2 separate regions of the Gossypium hirsutum genome follow, and region 1 is linked to region 2. Evidence: chromatin contacts called from public Hi-C data. All regions are on one chromosome and are shown on one strand. Each heading gives the region's core, a stretch centred on a gene start, on an enhancer-like site or on the middle of the called end of the contact. The rest is flanking DNA. Distances are from core to core; before and after follow the strand shown.

Region 1 (3,798 bases), core at 1,167-3,666, 190 kb after region 2:
TATACTTCCACATTCTCTCCAACTCTCTCATTCTTTAAAGTGCTCTCTATGTGCTTATTTAGGCTAAGTGTGCGAAAACTTTTCTAAGCAAGAATTGAATGATGACTTTGGCTTGTTGTCATAGGAACCAGCTTAAGGCCGCACATGACCAGAACTTTAGTCTCGACCCATGACACTTGCTTGCGCCTGTAGATTCACATGCATCAATCAAGTTCTTCTATTAGCCTGGTTATTAACTTGTACATTAAATTATAGGTTAGGTCTGATATGGAGCATGTTCAAAATATGTGGATATCAAATTTGAAACACATTTATATTAACTACATGAATAACTTGTATACCTAATATGTTCAAAAACACACATTATTATTAAACTTTACGTTTTTTTCTTTAAGACTAAATCAACTTTGTCTATGTAACAAGTGTGCATGTACTTAAAATTTGATCTACATGTTTTAAATAGGACAAAGCTAGAGGGTAATCGGAGCATTTCCCCTTAGTTAAACGATAAATGATGAGTGAAAATTTGTAATGCAAATGCACATGTCGTTTAAGTAATAAAGTGATAAGAAGATATCGTTCCCAAAATGATCAAATTCTAAGCTGCTAAGTACCAACTATTCAATTTTTATCTAATCCATATCAATAAAATAAATTCTAATTACTATTAAATTAAACTAAGCTAATTAAGGAGATTTTATTAAACTAAAACAATGAAAATTTCTAAATTTCTCAATCAATTTTAAAGACTTGTAACTCTAACTTTACCTAACTCAGTTAATCAATTATCTCTTGTTCAATTGTTCAATCTATGTAATTATTATTCCAGGATTCAATGACATTGTTGGACCCTTCCGATATCTAGCTAAGTTAATCACCCTTCCCCACTAGCTATATTCCTATGCTAAGCAAGTTAGGTGAAGTCACTAAGAATAAACCTATTAGGTTGATTAGGACATCATGTATATTCTTATCCTAGCCGCAAATTAATTTATTCATTAGCACTACTGAAGTTAATCCTAATTTATTTTGTCTAGATCTAAACCTTAATTTTCTCTTCCAAGACAAATCAAGATTATCAAATTAATGCAACTTGGTGATCATGTAAGTAGATTAAATAAGCACAAACTTGAATAAATAATTAGTAAAGATCAAACAATCAAAAAGAAAATAAATTAATTAAATAAGAAATAGGATCCATCTTTATTCCAAGAAAATAGAGTTTGATTCATATTGAGTTGAGAAAACCACACAAAAAGAGATTCAAAACAAACTTGCATAAAAAAGTAAAAAGAAATAATCTAGAGAAAAAATAGTTGAAGAATTTATGTTGAGCGCTTCAGATCTCTTTTTTCTTCTTGTCTTTGCAAGTTTGAAGTTACTCTTATGAAAGAGTTGTTCTTTCCTACTCTTTTCCTCCTTTTTTTCCTCTTAACTCTCATCACCCTTATTTTTAGGGTTTTAATCGTGCCACTCCACCGAACGCAAAAATTGCAGTAGAGCAAAACACTCACTGTCAAATTCTAAATTAGAGAGCATGCTCCACCACACTGAATCAAATCCAGTGGAGCGAAAGACTTCTCTTCACTACTTTTTACTATATGCTCCTAGTCTTCCATTCTTCATCTAAGACCTATAATGGGAAAAAGGAAAATAACCAATAAATCTAAACTAAATCTAAAAATGATAAAAGGAATGAACAAAATTTAAATAAAATCTAATTAATCCAATAAAAACTATAAAATGCAATAAAAACTAATCTAAATGCTATAATTACCTCCTAAGATACTATGGAAACTAAATTAAAAGAACTCTAAATATGCAAGTTATCAAGAAACTACACTATTCACATACAATCCTATTCATGTTTGCTTGGCACTTTCTATGTTTGTTTTACAATCCATGTTTGAGGTTTGTGTATACAACCCTATTCACATACAACCTTACATTGTCAATAACCAAGAGGAAACTCATTGAAATGATTTCCCTTATCAATAAATAATCCTACAACTTTGCTCAGAGGAGTTAGCTTACTGATAACATTAAGAAAGAGAGGTCCAATTCTAACCAACAAACACACACAAGTGGGGTTTACTTAGATGAGATTGCATGTTCACACAATATAAATTGCATACATAGCTTATATCAAACTACGTTGTTTCTTACAAGCATTAGAATCAATTAAATAATTATAGATTTAATTATTTTAATTAACAACACAAATATTCTAAGCAACTAAATTTTGAACCTAATTTTCAATAAAACTGAATATTTATAATTACATAAAACACATGCAAATGCTAAATAAAAGAACAAAAACAATAAAAATTACAATAAGCTAAAAACTCTACAAAAGTAAAAGTTGTTTCTAACCCTCTAAAAAATCCTATTTATGAAGTCTATTTTACCTAAAAAAGGGTTACAATAATAGCTAGGACTTTAAGCCTTGAAAAAGGTTGAAAATAGCCTCAAATTTGGAGTCAAAACGGCACGGAAAGCCTTCACGTGAAAGCTTTGGTGTTACGGCCTAGAGGAATCGAACCGGGGTGCCAAGTCCATTCGCGTCGAGGGACTAAATTTTAACCAAAAAGAAATTATGATGATGGCGGTGATGAATTTACAGCCGTTAGATGATGGGCCAGATTTTACATCCACAATCGCCATTCAAATTTCAAATCGCCTTTCCAAAAATCGAACGTTTGAGGGGATTCAAGAGCCAACATATATTCACTAAAGCAAAACAAAAGGAAATTTCATAGTTTCAACTTTGAAACCATATACCATGGATTTTGGCATTGTTTCATAAGTAGCTTGAATTTATTTAAGTTACTTTAATACCCCAAAAAAATCTGCTGTTGTTTTAGTTTTGTATTCAAAAAATTGAAAAACAAAATAAAGTTTTAAGAGCATGATGAGGATCATGAGACGCCATGGTTGGCAGCGACCTCTCCATCCTTTACAGGTAAATAAAAGTTAAAAACCCGTCTTTTGCTTTGGAACTCTTTACGGTTTTTTTTTGGCTGAAATCAAAATTGTTGGGTTTTTTTTTTCAGATGGTGGGAATGGCAGTCTTTAGTTTCCTAGTTGTGGCATTTTATACATTTTTAGGGCTTTTGCTTGGGAACAGAATAGCTGAAATCACTACCACAACGGTCTTTTCCTTTGTGGTAATGATCTTCACAAACCAAAAATGTGAACCCCTTTTTTGTGTTTTCTTATTGCTAACTTTCAATGGGGTTGATTTGTTTTTTTTTTTTCATTTACAGGCATTCTCAGTTATATTCCTGTTTGTTAGGTGTACTGCTATTGATCCTACTGATAAAACCAGCTTTAAGAAGAAGATAAAAGGGAAATCTAAAGGGATTTTGAAGCCAAATTATGGATTCATATTGACCCAGATTGTTGTAAGGTTTTTTAGGAGGCTGGAGAAGAAGATTCTAAGGACTTTTATAAGGAGGAAGTATTTGGATCCATGGAAAACCAATTTCCAAATGGAACCATTGTTACCATTTCCCCTTGTCATGAAAAATGATGCAGTTTCACCTGATGTTAAAGAGGATGATAATATCTCTTATTGTTCTCTATGTGATTTTGAGGTTTGCACTCTTTTTCTAGCTTTCCAAACAAAAACAAAATCACTACTTGCATTTATCATTTACACTAATGAGGCTTTGTCTCTATGGCAAGATTGAGGCCCTAGAGACTTTGAGATTTGAGTCTCACCTTATGTAAATGCATGGGTTCTTTTAGTTATAATTAGTTATTTAGTTTAGTGCTTATAATGATTGATTGCATCGG
Region 2 (4,114 bases), core at 1,470-3,969:
TACGTGTAGTTTATTTTTTGTTTTGCGCTACAATATCATTACAATATTTAATCTCATTATCATTGCTATTTTTACACTAATCGTAAGTAAACGCACCACCCATCCAAATCCATTCTTAATATCTAATCCATAAATTAATTTTCATTTTTCTTTAATTTGAAAATGCAAATTGTTAGAAAGAAATTTTTTAAATCCATAAATAGAGTAAAAAATTATAGTGTGTCTCAATTATATATATATATATTAATTTAAAATATATCATAAGTTTCTGTATTATTTGTAAATTTAAAATTTAGTCTCTGTATTTTTATTTTTAGGAATTTAGTCTTTTTACTTTTTATATCTTAAAATTTAGGTCCAATTGTTAATACTATTAAGTTTTTTTTTAATTTTAAAATGCAATACCAACAAATTTAAAACAAAAAAATGACAGTGTTAACAATTGGATCTAAATTTTAAAATATAGAAAGTTGACAACGTTTGGTTCCGGAAAATATTTTCTATTTTCATTTTTTTATTTTTTTAAATTGAAAAACACGTTTGATAAATAAAATAAAAATTTGTTTTTAATAATGGAAGCATAAAAACATGTTTAATAACTATTTTTCTGTAATCGAAATAAAATAAAAAAATTTACACTCTGTATGGATTCAAACCAAAGTACAAGATCTAATATTAGAAAAACTATTGAAAAAAAATATTTTTGAGTTTATAAGGCTTTGAACCATAGTCAATTAATTTGATATTAAAAATTATTGTTTTCATCATTTTCACTTTTACAAAGCATTTTATAATAAAAAAATAAAAAAATTTAATTGTTTTTTAATTTTCACATATTTTTCATTTTCCTCAAATCATTTTTAAAAATTTCAACATTTTCTTCAATAAATTCCATTTTCAAAGAAAACAAAAATAAATGAAACTAAACAAAATTTTGAGACAAATAAAAGTACAAAAACTAAATTTTAAATTTACGAGAATTATAAAATTATATTTTTATTTCTTAAATATACAATAATAAGCCTTTTTAAATCTGATTATAATGTAAAAAACTCCGGCCGTCAATCTATCAAATATTAAATCATATTCTTTCTTCTTTTCTCTATTAAAAAAGAAGGGAAATTCAACATTTCAATGCACAAACATGATCATCGGCAACAATGGCAAACAAGAGTAGAAAATAATAAAACAACAACAAATTTGAAAATTGAAAATTGAAACAAAAGGGCTAATAACAAACTACAAAGTTTGTTTTGCTCACAAATAGTACAAAAAGAACAGACATTGATAAATTTTTTTTTTTGTATCAGACCAATGTACATGAAAACGAAGGCAAAAATTTAAAAAAAAAAAATTTTGGGGTACATACACACCCCTAAATATGTCCAAAAGCTGCTGCTGTGAGTCTCTGCATATCCTTACCACATATGTCTGGATTTTGTAAAGGTTCATGTTGTAGTGGTAGCTGCTGTTGTCGGGTCTGAGGCCACCACATATCGTTTGATGATGATGATGAACTATTCGTTAAGTAACAAGGCTCTGATTTGATCTCGATATTGTAATAAGATTGTGGGGTTTGATTTTGTAAAGCAGCCGCCATTAATAAAGGGTTTTTAAGAAACTCAGTCCATTTGGTTTCTTCTTCTTCTTCTTCTTCTTCTTCTTCAGTTTGTGTTTGAACCAATCCCCAAGTTGAGTTATTGGCTGAGCCACCGGTGGTGGTTCCATAGTATAAGGGTCCATAAGAGGCGGTCATGGGCGGTGGAAATTCAGGGTTGAACCAGTTAGAGGAGAGCTGTGGTGGTGGTGGGGGCGGCGATGTATATTGATGAATTGGATGATGACCCACCAAAGATGGCTTGTTGCTTCCACTTCCTTCGCCATTTTCGACCTCGGAGAGTGGCTTGTGAGTGACAGGGTCGATGCCTTTCTGTTTAAGCTTCTTTTTCAAACAAGAGTTCCATAGGTTCTTGATTTCATTGTCGGTTCTTCCTGGTAATCGTGCAGCAATTTGAGACCACCTAATTGAAAACCGAGAAAAACCCAGAATTCTCCATAAAAATCCCAATAAGAAGAAGAAGAAACATATATATATATGTGTGTATATGTATATGTATATGTATATACCGATTCCCCAAAACTGCATGAAGTTCAATTATGAGATTTTCTTCTTCTTGTGAAAATGTGCCTCTCTTTAAATCAGGCCTTAAATAATTAATCCACCTCAACCTGCAACTCTTCCCACACCTCTGTAACCCTGCCAAATCATCCATATTTTTTTATAAACAATTCATCAACACATACATGCATACATACATATATGTATATGTATATGGTACCTACCAGCTTGTTTAGGGATGGAGCTCCAGCAACCATGGCCATACTTTGTAATATGCCTTAAAAGCTTTTCATCTTCTTCAGGGGACCAAAGACCTTTCCTAAGCTTTTGCTTGTAACAACAAGATTGCCTTCCCATTTTTGAGACCAGACCAAAGTTACAATGAGTATAAGAAAAAGATACAGACAGAACAGAACACACACTTCACTGATTCCTAGGTGGAAAATTTGTCAGATATCAAACAACCATGTTTTCTTTTTTGCATATTAGAATGAAAGATGTGGATTTTGGTTAAGGAGAAGCAAGAAAAATGAAGATGTTGCTTAGAAAAGGGCGTCGAATTAATATATAAGAGAGAGAAAAGGCGCATTCAAATAAGCCCCCCCACCTCTTTTTATTTATTTATTTATTATCATTCTATCATATGGGGTCGGAGATGAGTTAACCCGAGTTGCATGTGTCTCACCAAAAGAACTGCGATTGATGTCTTCTCCGGTGGGACATTTTTTTTTATTATAAAAAATTCATCCATAAATTATTAATTTTGTTTTAATTTAAAAAGATAATATCAATAATAAGTAAGAGTACAATATAATATAAAATTATCAACCAATTTCAGACATTAAGCTAGAAACCTCAGCCATCATAATGTCATGCACTGTTCAATAAGGTTCTTCAAAAATCCTCAATACAACAACTATTGTTATAGTCAAACTCTTCATACTATTCACCACATAATTCTTTATGCCTCAAGACATGATTCACACGAAAATCCTTTATCTGTTGCAAACATTCCCTCACTCTATTCCATAGTTAACTTTGATCCAGAGTTTGACCATTTAAGAAATTAACTGTTTTTATACAATTTATCTCAAGGATCTCGAAGTCTCAATAGATTAGCTTCGAACATTTTTCGTCAGGATGGAGGGAAAGGAGGCATTGTAGTTTACTTTCGAAAATAAAAATTTTCATACAAGGGGTTTAATTTTTAAGAAATTATTAGTATAACCCCTAAATTTTTTTATTCATTTCTAATCCATAAAAAACAAATTTTGGCCCCTGATTTCCCCCCTTTATCATTATCTGAAAATGGAAATGCATTGTTGACAAGGACAATCACCATAAATGAGAAACAGAGCAAAGCTGCTATCTTTTTCATATATACATATAAATACATACATGTACATGTACAATATTGAAAGTGACTACGTAGTTTGTATTTTATGAAATCAACCAACATATTTTTCAGTAACATGAACTGCAACAACAGCTATCAGGTTTATCAGCAAGGAAAATTATAGCCCAACCCCACCATTCTTTTTGGTACAATATGACTTTATACATCACCCTGAAAAGCTCAGACTTTAATGGTGGAACGTGTCATTAAGTTTAGCGGGACTAGTTATAATTTTCAAAAAACATAAATATTTTAAAAAACTCAAATGAAATTTGCCAAAAAATTGAGGGAGGGGGATTAGTTAAAATTTTTAAACACTTTGAGAGTATTGAAGGGAGCTAATTAAATTTTTTTTTTAAAAATTGAAGAGCATAATGAAAATTTTTCAAATTTTAGGCAAAATTCCAAATCATTAGCTGTCTTAAAAGGCATGGCCCGCATTGAAATGTAAAATCCGTTGGAATCTTTAATATAATTATTATTAACAAACCGATCATTGACGGCAGGGCAGGCATTAATTCACACGTTCTATAGACATTAAACAAAAAAAAAGGTCAGAATTCTAGTTTTAGTCCCTCTATTATGTTGAGGTTTACGGT

Evidence for each region. A called contact is a pair of places that touch in the nucleus more often than the background predicts.
Region 1: a contact with region 2 is called in a Hi-C map of leaf, with 3 times the contacts expected there. The contact joins the promoter of LOC107922937 here to the promoter of LOC107922981 in region 2. A contact is called at or near these places in 3 of 34 Hi-C or Micro-C datasets (hypocotyl and leaf).

What each region holds. Positions count from the first base shown.
Region 1 is chrA12:83,602,559-83,606,356 of Gossypium_hirsutum_v2.1, forward strand. It overlaps LOC107922937 (protein S-acyltransferase 18), which reads left to right and starts at 2,417. Exons shown (of 8, transcript XM_016853142.2): 1 at 2,417-2,962; 2 at 3,054-3,167; 3 at 3,267-3,596. The coding sequence starts at 2,909.
Region 2 is chrA12:83,409,346-83,413,459 of Gossypium_hirsutum_v2.1, forward strand. It overlaps LOC107922981 (transcription factor MYB4), which reads right to left and starts at 2,720. Exons shown (of 3, transcript XM_041082891.1): 1 at 2,344-2,720; 2 at 2,128-2,257; 3 at 1,182-2,021. The coding sequence starts at 2,476. The coding sequence ends at 1,376.